Linked DNA regions of Mus musculus: regions 2 and 3 are each linked to region 1. The links are chromatin contacts, called in public promoter capture Hi-C maps. All regions are on one chromosome and are shown on one strand. Each heading gives the region's core, a stretch centred on a gene start, on an enhancer-like site or on the middle of the called end of the contact. The rest is flanking DNA. Distances are from core to core; before and after follow the strand shown. Region 1 holds the start of Mrpl14 (mitochondrial ribosomal protein L14). Region 2 has its middle 24 kb from the start of Mrps18a. Region 3 has its middle 25 kb from the start of Gm36122.

Region 1 (4,544 bases), core at 889-3,388:
CCCAGCTGTTGAAGGCAAGCATGCACCTGGAAGAAGGAGGCAGGAAGATTAGGAGTTCAAGGCCAATTGGGCTAAATGACATCCCAATCTCAAACAACATAAAACACAAAAACCGCTGTTATTAATAAGGTATAGACCCCAAGAGGTTGCTTTAGTGGAGGAAGGCTGGCTAAGACCAAAATAAAGCATGAAAGGAATAGAACCCCTCAGTGGAGGAGGAGGGGGAGCTCCCTCAATATTAGGGACTCTGTCACCAAGTCCCAGAATATACCCCCATCCACCTGCAGTAGGTGGGGTGGGACTCCAGAGGAAACTGATAGGTCAGGAAGTTCAGAGATGTGAACCCATTATAATCGATCAACTGTCAGGCAGAGTGCCAGGCTATTTACCTGCATTAAACTATTGGATCCCAAAGATGCGCCTCGGAAGGAGGTGGTAGTAACTAATCACACTTTTAGATAGACACGGAGGTTCAGATAGGTTAAGTAACTTGCCAAGGTCGCACAGCTCAAAGAACAGCGGAGCTGGGATTTGAACCGGGTTTTCTGTTACTCTGCTGTACTTGGAAGGAATTTGTACCGATGCCAAAAAGGGGTTCTTCGCGACTTATCACCCATCTTCTGCCTCAAAACATCCCCACCCACCTACTCGCTCACTCCCTGGCCAAGACTTCAACAGCAGGCCCCAGCATGTGCTACCTGGTACATGCCAGGACGTAGACCCTCTGGTACCCGGGAGGACAAAGGTGCTGGCAGCATACCCACCACCTGAGCCTGGCAGCCACTCCCCTTCCCCTTCTCTCTTATATCTGGAAGGCAGAGGGCTGTGGTCCCCTCTTCAGGAGGCGTTGGGTACAATCTCATTCACCCGACTACTGCAGACCGGGAGGAGGTTCAGGGTCAGGGAGTGGTACTCGGTAGAGAGCAGAGCCCCAAGCCCCTCTGAGCAACCGGCCGCCAGACTTCCGATCAGGGGACCAAGGCGGGTGGCAGCACAAAGCTCCAAGGGCAGCCAGCCCCTCTGACCTCTCTTCCCCACTTCCCGGGCATCCTTGCTTTTTCTGAGCAACACAACGACAAGCTTTGGGACAGTCCGCACCAGGCGGTCAAGACGGCCGGGAGGGACAAAGCGCGCCCCCTCCCCCTCAATAGGGCCTTTGCCTACTCCGGATTCGCGTCTGAATCTTCTCCCCACCGCACCCTCCAACGCAGGCCCGGGCGGCTCATGAATGAACTGCTCTGTGTGGGGCGCAGGAGAGGACATGCTCCCCGGGCCGGCCGCCCTCTCCAGCCCGCAGATCAGTCCCCACCAGGGTTGGGGCAGCTACTCGTCTGGTGCTAACACCTCGAGCCCTGCCCTTTGCCCAAGCATGAACCCCTTGCTTGAGGCCGGCTTCGTCCCCAGCAACAAGAAAAAGAATTAAAAAAAAAAAAAAAGAGAGAGACCGAGGGCATTGGACTTGGCGACCCTAGAATGCAAAACTCGGGGGCGGAGGCGGGTGGTTCCCTTCAGCGGCGCCGGCGGCTGGGGAGCAGCTGGGACCGGAGGAGGGCCGCGCAGGGGCCGCACACCTGGACGGAGCAGGTGGAACTAGAGTGGCACTCGAGGGCCGGGACGCAGGGGTCCCACGCCTTGGAATATTCCTGAGGGGCGGGGGTAGAGGACGGCGCACATCTGGAGCCCCGACAGGGGTGGGAGGACTCACATCTGGCAGGGACGGTGCGGGTTTGGGGACAAAGCGTGCCTCCGTTGGGTCCCGTGGGGCCCGGGCACCTCTGGGTCCCGCAGGAGGTGGAAGGGAGGGGACGCGCAGCTGAGTCCGGGTGCTTTTTTTTTCCTTCCTTGGGGTGGTGGTGAGATCCTATGAGCCAAGTAAGGGGTGCTGGGGAGGGGTCCGCGTACTCACCCCTAGGCGCAGACTCGGCTCCGACTCGGGAGCCCCGGCTCCGGGCGGGGCGGGGCTGGGGAGGGGGAGGGGGAGTCGCCGGGCGGCTAGAGCTCTGGGCTCCTGCGGCGGCCGCGGCAGCGCGTGGGGGAGGGGGAGCAGAAGGAGGGAGGGAGGGCCGGGGAGGGGCTCCCGCAGGACCCGCCCCCACGCCGCACACGTAGAAAGTGCGCGCGCACTCACGGAGAACCCCTGGCGCGCAGGCGCAGCGTGCGGGGCGGGGCCTTGCCAAGCGGGGGTCCGTGGCGGGAGATTCCCAGGCTGTTAACGCGGTACGGTGGGGGCTCAGGGGAACACCTCGCACCCCTCGCGCTGCTTTTCCCGGTTTCTTCTCTGCAATAAGGGAGGCGCTGTCGGGGAGGGGTGAGGACAGGCCTTACTGGAAACCCAGTGTCAAGTGAGAAGGGTGCTCACTCTTCGCGAGGCCTCAGATCTGGACCCTCTCGCTGCCTTTTTGCCAAAGGCTTCGGGGTCCGCGCCTCCCACGCGCCCCCGATGCGCCCACCTGCTTATCCAGTTCGGGATGTAGAGCCTCGGGGAATGGGGGCTGAGATCTTGCCTGGGTTAAGTGGCTAGGCCGGTTGCTTTGACGCGTCTCCCGCAGTTTTATCTGCTTCTCTCTCTTGCTGGGCCTGGAGATGAGTTTGCTAGAAACTTCTGTGGTGTAAAGAGGGAGTCTTTGCTTTTGCTTCTGTCAGGCTGAATGACTCCTTTTGCACCGGGGATTCCCTGTATTCTCAGTTCACCAAAGACCTCTCCTAGTGGGGGGGTGGGGTTAAGACTTGAGAGTTGGAGAGGTGGAACGCCCCTTTTCTGTATGTCACCACACATCTCGAATACAAAGACACGACAGATACCACCTGTTAAATTTCGAGGTCTTAAAGGGGACAGAAGAAATACTGCTTCCCGCTGTACGCAGTAAGTGAGCTTTACACGCTGAGACTTAGATGAGGAACTGTGTAGCGGTCACAAGAGGCGAGACGGGATCACCTTGGATTACTTGGGAAATGGTGGCACCCAGGGAGGGTCTTGCATCACGACTGGACACTACCATCCTGGTCACTGTGTTTGCTGTATGTGGCTATTCAGCTGCTCGTTTTGTAGCTGGGGGTTTGCAGCTCTAAGATTTGGTCTGTTGAAGTGTCTTTCAGACACTCCCATGAGTGGCTTGGAAATCAGTTTAGTAGATCATGGCCATCGTGTGTGTGTGTGTGTGTGTGTGTGTGTGTGTGTGTGTGTTGCGCCTACAGTAGGTATTCTGTCTTGGGACACAAGGGCATGGGGGTGTATTAGGTGTCTTCTACTGTTTCTGTGTGTTGTAGAAAAGTTTGGGAAAGTATTGATCTCTTGTATACCTCTCGCTTTCCTTAGCTTGAGTTTTTAGTCAGTTAAATCCTCTGAAGATGCAGTTGATAGTACTAGTAATGAGCACATTGGAATTGGCCATCAGTGGGGTTTGCCCGTAATCCTAGATGTAGGTAGCCGTTAAGGATGTCAAGGCCATCCTTAGCTGCTTTGGGTGTGTAAGGCCAGCTTGAGATTGCCTGACACCAAGTCTCAACAAATCAAACCAAACATACAAATTCCCCAACTTTGAGGATTTTGGTGGTGGTAAGGGAAAGAAGATGGAGCTGCGTCTGCCGCTGTAGACTGCCTGGGGCTGTCACTGAGAAGCTGTATTGAGGAAACAGGTTTTGATGGGGCTGGTGGTAATGGTGGCACACCTGTGGTGGCACAAAGCCCTCCAAAACCAAGATTAAGGACTTTTGCATCATCCAGGATTCTGGACATCTAACTGCGGCATATATCCTATAACAGCGTGCTACTTGAGAAACGGGTTCAGGAGCTCAGAGGCTCAGACTCCCACTTTATTATTTTTTTTAGAATAGTAGAATTCCAGAAACATCTTCCAGTGATCTCCAGAAGCCCCCAAATCAGCTTACCAGGCCCCCCATCTTCTATTATCAGTGCTGATGTGCTGTTTGGCCTCAAAGTGAATTTTATTGTTCCAGGAGTGTGGTTCATGCTAGTTTTCTATCAATACACACCTAAATTAATAAAATTATGTACAAAGTTCCACAGGAAAGACACATCCAAGAAGCCCTATGGGTAAAATGGATAACCTGTTTTATATTTAAAAATTATATAGAAGATCCTTTTTCACTTAAAAACTACATTTATTTATTTATTTGATTTTTCTATGTGTTGTGTTTTGTTTGTTTGTTTGTTTTTTGTTTTCTGAGACAGGGTTTCTCTGTGTACCCCTGGCTGTGCTGGAACTCACTCTGTAAACCAAATTGGCCTCAAACTCAGAGATTCACCTGCCTCTGCCTCCCAAGTGCTGGGATTAACGCAAAAGTCCTTTAAAGATTGTCTTGATCTGCTCCTCTGTTGTGGACAGTGATGTCCACTGTCTCATGTAGTCGCCCAAATGTATTTTCCCACTGTTTATATTACTTGGTTCTATGGGAGCTTGGGAAGGCCTCAAGAAGTCTGTATTTTTAGGTTTGTCTGTTCATGTGAGACCCAAGGTCCTTCTGCTTCTGCCTCCAAAGTGCTGGGATTAAATGTGTGCACCACCCCACCCTACTTCAGTTTA
Region 2 (4,544 bases), core at 1,098-3,597, 400 kb after region 1:
GCTCAGGCCCTGGGAGCCGGGCCAATGACGGGCCTCCCTGCTGGCTGGCTCCTGCCCACCACCCCCCTCTGGCTTCTCCTCCTCCTTGGACTCCTGTCCTCCCACAAAGGGGAATTCTGGAGACCCTCCACCACCCTCCCCAGCCAAGAGGAAGACGTGCAGAGGAGGAGCAGCAGCTGGCAAAGCAAGAATCGCAGAGCGAGAGCAATCAACGGACCCTGCTCGTCAGCTCATAGGAGCCCTGGATATTCCTGGAGGGCACCCTAGGACATCCTGGACTTCTCTCAAAATCTAGATCCCCTGTCCTCTGCCCCTGAAATGTTCGAAAACTCATCTGTCCCTAGTGTCCCCGCTAAGTCACTTGCCTTCTTCTTCCGGGACTCCTTTGGGTCCCCGAGCTATTGAGCTTTCTTCTGAAAAGGGTCTCTCTTCAGAGGAGTATAGCAAGAACTGATGTACTCCATCCTAAGAAAGTGCCATGACTTCTTCTCAAAAGAAAAGGATAGAGAAATATGGGGGTGGGAGGGGTCTGCTCGAGGGTCCATTTAAGTCATAGCTCTGCTTAGAACACCTGAGGGATCCTGGACAGATGAGGCTCAATTTCCTCTCCTAAAAATGAAGGTGTGCAGAGCTAATGTCCAGGGTTGCAACAATGAAGTCACATCGCCTCGGAGAGAATAGGTACTCCCTGGTAATTCATTATGCCAGGAGCATAGGGGCGGTGATGGGGTAGGGATGTTAGAAGTGTGGAGGCTGCTGGTGGCTACAGTAAATGCAAGGGTGAGCCTGTGACCTGCCTGTAACTCCAGCCTCAGAAAGCAGAGACAGGATCCCACCAGCTAGCTGGTTTAGCAAAACTAGCCATTTCGGCGAGCTTTGGGTCTGAGAGACCACACCTCCCTGAGTAAGGCTGAAGACTGCTTGCGGATGGATGGTTCTCTGTAAGAACCTTCAGCCTCTGAGCCTAGGCCTCCCCATACATACGTAACAGATGTGCAGCTTGGTCTTCATGTGGGTCCCAAAACAGCTGGAGCTGGGGTTATCCCAAAGGCTGTGGCCTGTCCATGGGATGTGTTCTAGCTGGGCTGCCTTGTCTGGCCTCGGTGGGCAAGGATGTGTCTAGCCTTACAGAGACTTGAGGTGCCAGGGTTGGGGGGATGGATACCCAGGGTCCCCCGCCGGCTCAGAGAAAATGGAGGGGGAAAGATTGTGAGAGAGGGTGATCGGGAGGTGGCAGTAAGCTGGTTATAAAGTGAAAAAGTAAAAAAGAAAGAAAGAGAGAAGAAAAAGAAGGGAAAAAAAGAACATCTAGCCTACACATACATACACACACACACACATACACACACACACACACAGAGAAACACACATACACACACATAGACACACACACGCACACACATACACACACAGACACACACACATATGCACACACAGACACACACAGACACACACACATATACACATACACACACACACATACAAACACACAGACACACACATACACACACAGACACACACACACACACAAGAAGGAAAGAAAGAAGAGGGAGAGCAAATCATGGTAAGTATGGTACAGTAATAAGCATTTTGTATAGATTTTCCCACTTAGCTTCATATATAAATATATTTGGTTTGAGGCAGAATGTCATATGGTAGTAGAGGCTGGCCTTGAACTCACTATGTAGCTGAAGATGAGCTTGAACATTTGGCTCTTCTCCTTCTACCTATAAAGTGCTAAGACTACAGATGTGGTGGCCTGGTTTCTGCGGTGCTAGGAATCAAACCCCGGGGCTTTGTGCATGTTTTGATAAGTCCTCTATCATTGGAGAACAATAAACCCTCTTCCCGCCCCCCCCCAACCTTGTCCCTGAGCTCCCAAGCTCCTATTTAATCCTAATACAGAGATTATGACATAGGAACTATTTCATGGCCATGGGACCTAGGCTGTGAGGGTCCCAAGTCGGTGGGAGGCTGACCTGGGATTCGACTCCAAGCGTGGTATACGCTAAACCGCCACGTGGCGGAGTGGGACCGTGAGCGAGCATCGTTATGGCTATTAATTTTGTTAGAGACCGTTTGGGCTGAGTCCAGGCCACAAAGAGCTGCTGAGGTTGCGGGGGCTTCCCCAGGGCTCCCTGCAGGTGCAGGATGGACATTTCCAGTGCTCTGCACCCACAAACTTTCCTGCAGTTTGCATGCAAGGATCTGACTGGCTGCGTTGGCATTGCTGAAGTCCTGATCTGAGGCCAGCTTCCCCAGCTCCCAGCCACAGGAGGAGACCTCAGGCCTCCTAGGCCCTGGTGCCTTGACACATCTGGAAACTGTTAGCCTCCTCGACCCCCCTCCTAGAGCCAGCTGTTTGCGGTGGCTAATTCCGGGAAGTGCCCCTAGGCCAGAGGCAGTGTGTGGGGGTTGGGCTGGGGTTCCTTGCCAGCAGAGCCGGGGTGGGAGGGGGTGGGCAAGCGGCAGAGGGTTAATGTGAGTAACCACAGACTGTACCAGGAGCTGGTCTCCTCTCCCAGGCCTGAAGGCAGCTCTGGGTTACTATCGGTTGGATGAAGGGTGGAGGCAGGAGACTAAGGAGAGGAGATGCAGAGAATGTTTCTGCTAGGAAGAGATCTTGGAAAGGTCATCTGATACTGTCCATTGCCCCGTTGCCTGCGGTCACAGTGACCGCATGGTGTAGAGGAAAGACCACACGGTCTTTATAGTTGTGCCAAGCTAGGTCACCAGCCTGGTTCTATCACTGTCAGTGTAGGTAATGTTGAGCAAGATCCTGAGGGTCTCCAAGTCGAATTGGTTGTGTGTGTGTGTGTGTGTGTGTGTGTGTGTGTATAAGAGAGAGATATGATGGTGATGATAATGATGATGACAAGGAGGCAGAGGAGGAGGAGGAGGAGGAGGAGGAGATGGATGGATGGTACTTTTACAAAGCTGACACAGAAATGGTCAGACCCAAAGCATCCACTTTCTCATGTCCCGGAGTAGCAGGAAGCTAGAGATATCACCCGCTGGCTTCGCCCTCTTTCCTACTTCTGAGGTCTCCCATTCTCTGATTTTTTGCACCCACTGGAGTAGGCCTTGCTCTCAAAGCCACACCCTACTCTAGCCTGCCCTGCCCCTGTGCCAGCTCTGCTCTCCTTGCTTTCTAACCTCACACCCAGGCCAGCAGCACTGGCAACACCCGCTGAGTCCTTAAACCCTTCCTCGCACCTTCCTAGCACTGAACTTGGGCAGGTCACTGGAGATCTCTGAACTCAGTCACCACAAGTGCTAAAAGTCATCACTGATATAGTCCTCTTACAGGCACGGAATCTTCATCTAAATTCTGCAAAGTGTGTAGAAGCCTCCAGTTTATAACTGTGGTGGCAAAGGCAGAAGCTTGATACACACCGTTCTGATCCACGGGAGTCCACCTGGACTGGGAACAAAGCCAGGGTCTCCTGCGTGTTCTTCTAAGACCTAGTCATTAAAAAGTGAAGTACCAGCCAGGCTGATGGGCTTGCCCTTAATCCCAGCACACAGGAGGCAGAGGCAGGTCTATCTCTGAGTTTGAGGTCATCTTGGTTTATGTTGTGAGTTCCAGGCTAGCTAGGACTATAATGAGACTCTACTAAAAGAGAAGGGGGAGAGGTTAATACTTGGGTACTACTGCAGTCAGCCTCCAGGTCTTGGCTGGGACACTCAGAAGATACTCAGCTCTAATCCGAAGGGCTGACTGATACTGCCAGTGAGCAGCCCTCCGCACAACTGTCACAATCTGTGACCCTTGTGTCACCCTCCTCACGCAAGCTGCAGGCTGGAGTCACAATCTCCCTCCCTAGTCCACACCCCTGAGCTCATCTGATGACTCCTTGGCAGGAGTCAGAGCCGCTTAGTTTTCTGTCTTTAACTACTATCTATCAAGCCCTTATTTTGTTCAAGGCAAAGTACCGAATGCTTTCCAGCTACCTTTCATTTGGGGTGCTCCCCCACAGCGGAGTGCTCCCCCACAGCGGTCCCCTTCGTTAGTATTATTAGAGCAGTCTTAACAAAGGAGGATGCCAGTAAGGGCTGAGGACATGACTCAGTGGTGGAGGACGTGACTGTTAAACCCAAAGCCTTGGGCTCCGTCCCCAGTGCCACATGCTGTGACTCTCCTGACATCCTAGAACTAGGCAGATGGAGGCGGGATGATCAGAAATTCAAGGTCATCCCAGCCACATAGAAAGTTTGAGGCTAGCCGGAGTTATGTGAAATTCTGTCATAAAGGGGGTGGAGCCAAACCTCAGAAAAAGACCCACCACAGTGCACAGCCCCAATCATCAGTTACGGCACTACCTGCCCTTGGGAAAGGCCCACCAGCCGACTGTCGTACATACCACCAGACAGACACTCCGGTTCACCAATATCAAAGGATCACAGATCCGAATGGTCAGCCACCTAACGGTCAGCTCTATCTGCATGGCCAGCAGATATCTCCAACTTACCATGCCTCAGACCAAACCTCCGGTTTTTTTCTTTAGAAAACATACTTCGGAGCTGGAGAGATGGCTAGCTCA
Region 3 (4,544 bases), core at 521-3,020, 290 kb after region 1:
AAGGATATATGAGAATACATTTCCTTAGAGCCTTAAGGCATTTATTCTCTGATTCTAGAGGAGGCTGGTAGTAAAAGACACACATATACATACATATGCACACACATACACACACACATGCATGCACACACACACAAACACATACATAGGCACACACCTATACATGCGCACACACACAGACATGCATGTATACACACATACATATACACACATACACAGGCACACACCTATACATGCACACATACACACACACACACACACACACACGCACGCGTGCACACACACACATTCCAGGGATCTGTCACAGCACTCAAGGGAAACACTCAAGTGCTTGCACCCTGAGAAAGTAAGAAGTAAAGAAGTTCCCAGGGTTTGGACAGGAGAGGTCTGACCCGAGCAGAAGTGGGTGCTTGAGAATAGAGGGGAAATCCCTCCATGAATGTGCCTTAGTCCAGAGGAATGAGGCTCAGGACCACCCTAGGAAAACAGAGTGGGTCTCCCATAGGACCAGCCATGTCCCCCACGGACCCAGGCTCCAGAGAACAGGCCCTATCTCCATTTTGGGCTGGCACTGAGGAAAAAAAAATCTATTTTTCTTATCAGACTGGAAACCAGGAGAGAAATAGGAAAGCTGGAGGTTAATGCCAAGCTGTGCCTAGAAAGAACTCACTCTTCTCCCGTCACTTAAATCAATGATCTCTTTGGCAAATCCCGGGTCCACACACATTCCGGATACCACTCAGCATGGAAGCTCACGCACTGGGAGAATAGGTCTGAGCGTATCACGTCTACCAGGAAGAGGAAAGAAACGATTGAAATTTTTTGTCTCACCTGTTTTTTAAAACTAGATACTGTATCTGCAGGGTTCCGACTCAAGGTTAATAAGCCCTGAGGATTTTTCCCTACCTGGTACCTCCCTGTCCTCTGCTCCTGCACTGTGTATGTACGTCATCACTTTGATTTCTCTGTGTCTTTGCAGTGTTTGTTCATGCAAATGCCTACAGCATTCTCACTTTCCCTTCTCAGAGAGAGCTGCAGGAGAGTTGGAACACTTCCAGTTTAAAAAAAAAAAAAACCTAGGCTTATAGCTACTGGGGTGGGGGCGGGGGGCAGTGCTCACACCCTACAACAGTCATGGCCTGCTTGATGCTAAGAGGCAAGGGCTAGCCCAGCACCACACACGCTTAGGAGACCGAGCTTTACTTTGTGGGAATGCTTTTGCCTTGATTGTTTGTTTGCCCCATGTAGCCCAGGCTGGCCTCCAACTCACTAGGTAGCAGAGGATTCCCTTGAACTTCTGATCCTCCTGCCTCTGCCTCCCCTAACCCAGGATTATGGACGTGGGGCACTGTGCCCAGTTTATGAGGTGCGTGAGAGCAAATCAGGGCTTTGTGCACGCTAGACAAACACTCTACCAACCGGGCCATACCTCGAAACCCCCAATGGAAGGGTTTTGGTGTTTGTTTGTTTTAAAGAAGCAGTGGTCTGAATGGAACTTGTTTCTTGTGCCCTCGACTTTAGATGAACTGTATCCTTAGGGAAGTGGGTGTGGAGATAGGAGCTATGCCGGGAAAGAAACCGTGAAGAGGAACCTTAGAGCAATGGGGTGGGGCAAAACACAAAGGCCAAGTGGTACTTCTGTGGCCCGAGAGTTCTGAGAATCTCCCGGCAAGGCTAGGCATCTTAGTTCTCGGAACAGAAGTCATGGCTGTGTGTCCCTGGCAGCTTGGGTGCTGCAGCTCTGGAGGCTGGGGTTCAGCCTATCTAAGGTACACAGCATTATCTCCTTTCCTCCCTACTGGGGAGCCTAGGCCTCCCAGAGGGCCTGGCTCACAAAGTCTTGTTAATATTTACCACGGCTTCAAAACACCGGTGCATACAAGCTCTGGCCTCCCTCCCACACATAAGTGCATACACAGCACATTGCCTCCTTGGCCTGTTGAAGTCCCTTCCAAAGCCAGGTGGGTACCAGTGGCATCCAGTCCAACAGCATCAAAACCATGTCCCCACTGGCAGCTCTGTAAGCTCAGATAAACAGCCAGGACCCCTTCACTCGGCCAGTCCTGATGCAGATGCAACATGAGCTCCACAGTGGGCAGTTGTCCATGGATATTAAAAACTCTCAACTATCAGATACCCACCATCAGTTCAAATGATGGCATTTTATATCTATTAAATATGCATATGACACATTAAAACCAAGTTCACTCGTGGAGATGACGCCTCAGTGATGAAGAGGGCTTGCTGCACAACCATGAAGATCCACGTTCATATCCTGGGCGTGGTCTCACACTTGCCTGCAACCCTAACAGTGTGGAGAGTGGAGAAAGGAGGTTCACCGAGACTAGCAGCTGCCAGACGAAACATCTTGCTCCAGGGTCAGGGAGAGACTCTGACTCAAAGTAATAAGGTAGAGAGAATCAGAGTCAGACTCCCAATAGCGCATGGCGGTATCCACCTTTAATCCAGCCTTCGAGCTCCAGCACAACCAGAGTTACATAGTGAGAACTTGTTTCCAACAAACAAGAAAAAGAGGAGGAGGGCAGGAGGAAGGACAGGAGGAAGAGGAGGGAAAGGAGGAGGGAGAGGAGGAGGGAGAAGAAAAGAAGGGGGGAGGAGGGGGAGGAGGAGGAGGAAGAGGAGGAGACTCAATGCTTTCCTGGTCCTCCATGCACTTACCCAAGCTTGCACTTGCATGCAGATTTGCTCCCCACACACAAGAATTAGATCAGTTTCACTTAAGAAAATAAAAATAATTCAGTTGCTCCATTTATGTGTTTTGGTGGGGAATGTTGGTTTAGTTTTGGTCTTTTGTGGGGCTGGGACTACATCTAGGAACTTGTGCGTGCTCAGCCCACACTCTAACACAGCTACACACACTCGCCTCTTCATTTTATGTTTCTAATGGGCTCCTAGAAACATTGACCATACATGTGGCTCACATTAAGGATCTGTTGGACAGATGGACTGCGAATGCCACAGGAAATCTATCTTGACAGCTGCACCCTTTCCACTTCCTGCCACCAGACAGAGAGCCCTTGGAGGCGGGGTCTAACCAGAGGAGGGGCGATGAGGTGGAGAACCGAAGATGCATGCTCTCTGCCACCTGAGGTAGCTCAAGGAACACCAAGCCTGCCCACCGCTGTACACCTCACCACTTTGACTGGGGATCAGAAGTGGCTGGTTTCACTCAGGTGGCCTTCTTCTGGGGCAGCAAGGTGGGGAGCATCTTGGGATAACAACAAAGAACAAAGCACAAAGCAGCATGCTGAATCCCAAAACGTAAGAAAGTTAGGATATGCTGCCTTCTTGCTTCTGTTCAATCAGACCCATTCCATCACTAGACGCATTTGCTGTTTTGAAGCTTAGGAGGTTGTCTGTCTATCTGTCTGTCTGTCTATTTTTTTCAAGACAGGGTTCCTCTGTGCAGGCCTGACTGTCCTGAAACACACTCTGTAGACCAGGCTGGCCTTGAACTCACAGAGATCCACCTGCCCCTGCCTCTCAACTAGTGGGATTAAAGATGTGTGCCACCCAGCCTGGTCTCTTACTTTTTTTAAAAAAAATTTTTTTTAAATTACTCTGTGTGTGTGTGTAGGTGTAGATGTGTTTGCATACACAACTCATGGAGGCTTAGGGAGGCACTGGGGTCCTCTTCCATCTCTCCCCACTTTATTCCTTTGGGTTAGGGTCTCCCCCCACCCCCTGAACCTAGAACTGGCTCGACCAGCAGCCACACCATAGTGTAGTGTGTGGGCAGAGGCCAGAGATCAGCTTGAGGGAATCAGCTCTCTCCTTTTACCAGGTGGGTTCCGGGAATTGAATCCAAGTTGTCAGGCCATGAGCCATCTTGCTGACACATGGGTGGAAGTCAGAAGACAACCTCAGATGTCATCCCTCAGTTTCCAACTTGAGACAAGGCCTCTTGTTGTCCACTGTGTGTGTGCTGGACAAGTTCTCTGGCCCCAGGCTACTGGAGAGGTGCTGGTCTCCTTTCTCTGCCTCCTAGCTCACTTTGGAGGGCCATTCGCACTTGAGGACCATCCGCTGGGGACTGAACTCAGAGCCTCATGCAGGGCCCTGTCACTGTCTTACACCTGAGACTCTCCTCTTACCGTGTTTAGCCACAGAAACAGCGCTGGCTCTTCAAGCCTAAGAGATGGGGTCTGAAAATTAAGTGTGTCCTGAGCCCATTCACCCCAGAATTCTAGTCACTCCCCTTCCTTGACTCCCCGAGTCTGTTGAGTCTCCCCATTCCTGTTGCTGAGCCTCATTCCCTCTAGTGTGGACTTGCTAATGCTGAACCCCAAAGGCCCATTCCCTCCTTCATGCTAGACATGATGTGTCTATTAACCCTACCTGCCATTGCCATGGTTACACCAGCTGGTTACATCACTGCCGATGCAAGGTGTGGTCATCATGTCTCCAAATCGTCCATCATAAGAACACCTTTCCCCCTCTCACTGGTAAGACAGACATTGGGGCAGCCCGTGCAAGGCCTGGAGGATGCTGTCACATACCACTGAGTCCATTTTAACCTCTGT

What was found. Promoter capture Hi-C pulls out the DNA fragments that hold promoters and counts their contacts.
Region 2: a promoter capture Hi-C map of second pharyngeal arch cranial neural crest shows a contact between it and region 1. The contact joins the enhancer-like site here to the promoter of Mrpl14 in region 1. A contact is called at or near these places in 4 of 39 promoter capture datasets (cranial neural crest, frontonasal cranial neural crest, neural stem cells and 1 more), 2 of 484 Hi-C or Micro-C datasets (bone marrow-derived macrophages and nephron progenitors), 12 of 115 datasets of contacts at active chromatin or transcription factors (bone marrow-derived macrophages, double positive thymocytes, embryonic basal ganglia and 7 more) and 3 of 9 other capture datasets (adipose tissue, embryonic stem cells and pancreatic islet).
Region 3: a contact with region 1 is called in a promoter capture Hi-C map of liver, with 3 times the contacts expected there. The contact joins the enhancer-like site here to the promoter of Mrpl14 in region 1. A contact is called at or near these places in 1 of 39 promoter capture datasets (liver), 1 of 15 datasets of contacts at CTCF or cohesin (the NIH/3T3 cell line), 1 of 484 Hi-C or Micro-C datasets (bone marrow-derived macrophages), 2 of 115 datasets of contacts at active chromatin or transcription factors (embryonic stem cells and pancreatic cancer cells) and 2 of 9 other capture datasets (adipose tissue and liver).

Annotation. Positions count from the first base shown.
Region 1 is chr17:45,684,211-45,688,754 of GRCm38.p6, forward strand. It overlaps Mrpl14 (mitochondrial ribosomal protein L14), which reads left to right and starts at 2,139. Exons shown (of 3, transcript NM_026732.3): 1 at 2,139-2,217. It overlaps Tmem63b (transmembrane protein 63b), which reads right to left and starts at 2,008. Exons shown (of 24, transcript NM_198167.3): 1 at 1,907-2,008.
Region 2 is chr17:46,084,359-46,088,902 of GRCm38.p6, forward strand. No RefSeq gene overlaps it. Among named protein-coding and RNA genes, the nearest start is that of Mrps18a, 24 kb to the right of the region's middle. Within about 2 kb of position 2,348, at least 47 of the 459 cell types and tissues checked have an H3K27ac peak or open chromatin away from gene starts, as enhancers often do. A contact at or near this core is called in second pharyngeal arch cranial neural crest, where this site is marked.
Region 3 is chr17:45,971,656-45,976,199 of GRCm38.p6, forward strand. No RefSeq gene overlaps it. Among named protein-coding and RNA genes, the nearest start is that of Gm36122, 25 kb to the left of the region's middle. Within about 2 kb of position 1,771, at least 63 of the 459 cell types and tissues checked have an H3K27ac peak or open chromatin away from gene starts, as enhancers often do. A contact at or near this core is called in liver, where this site is marked.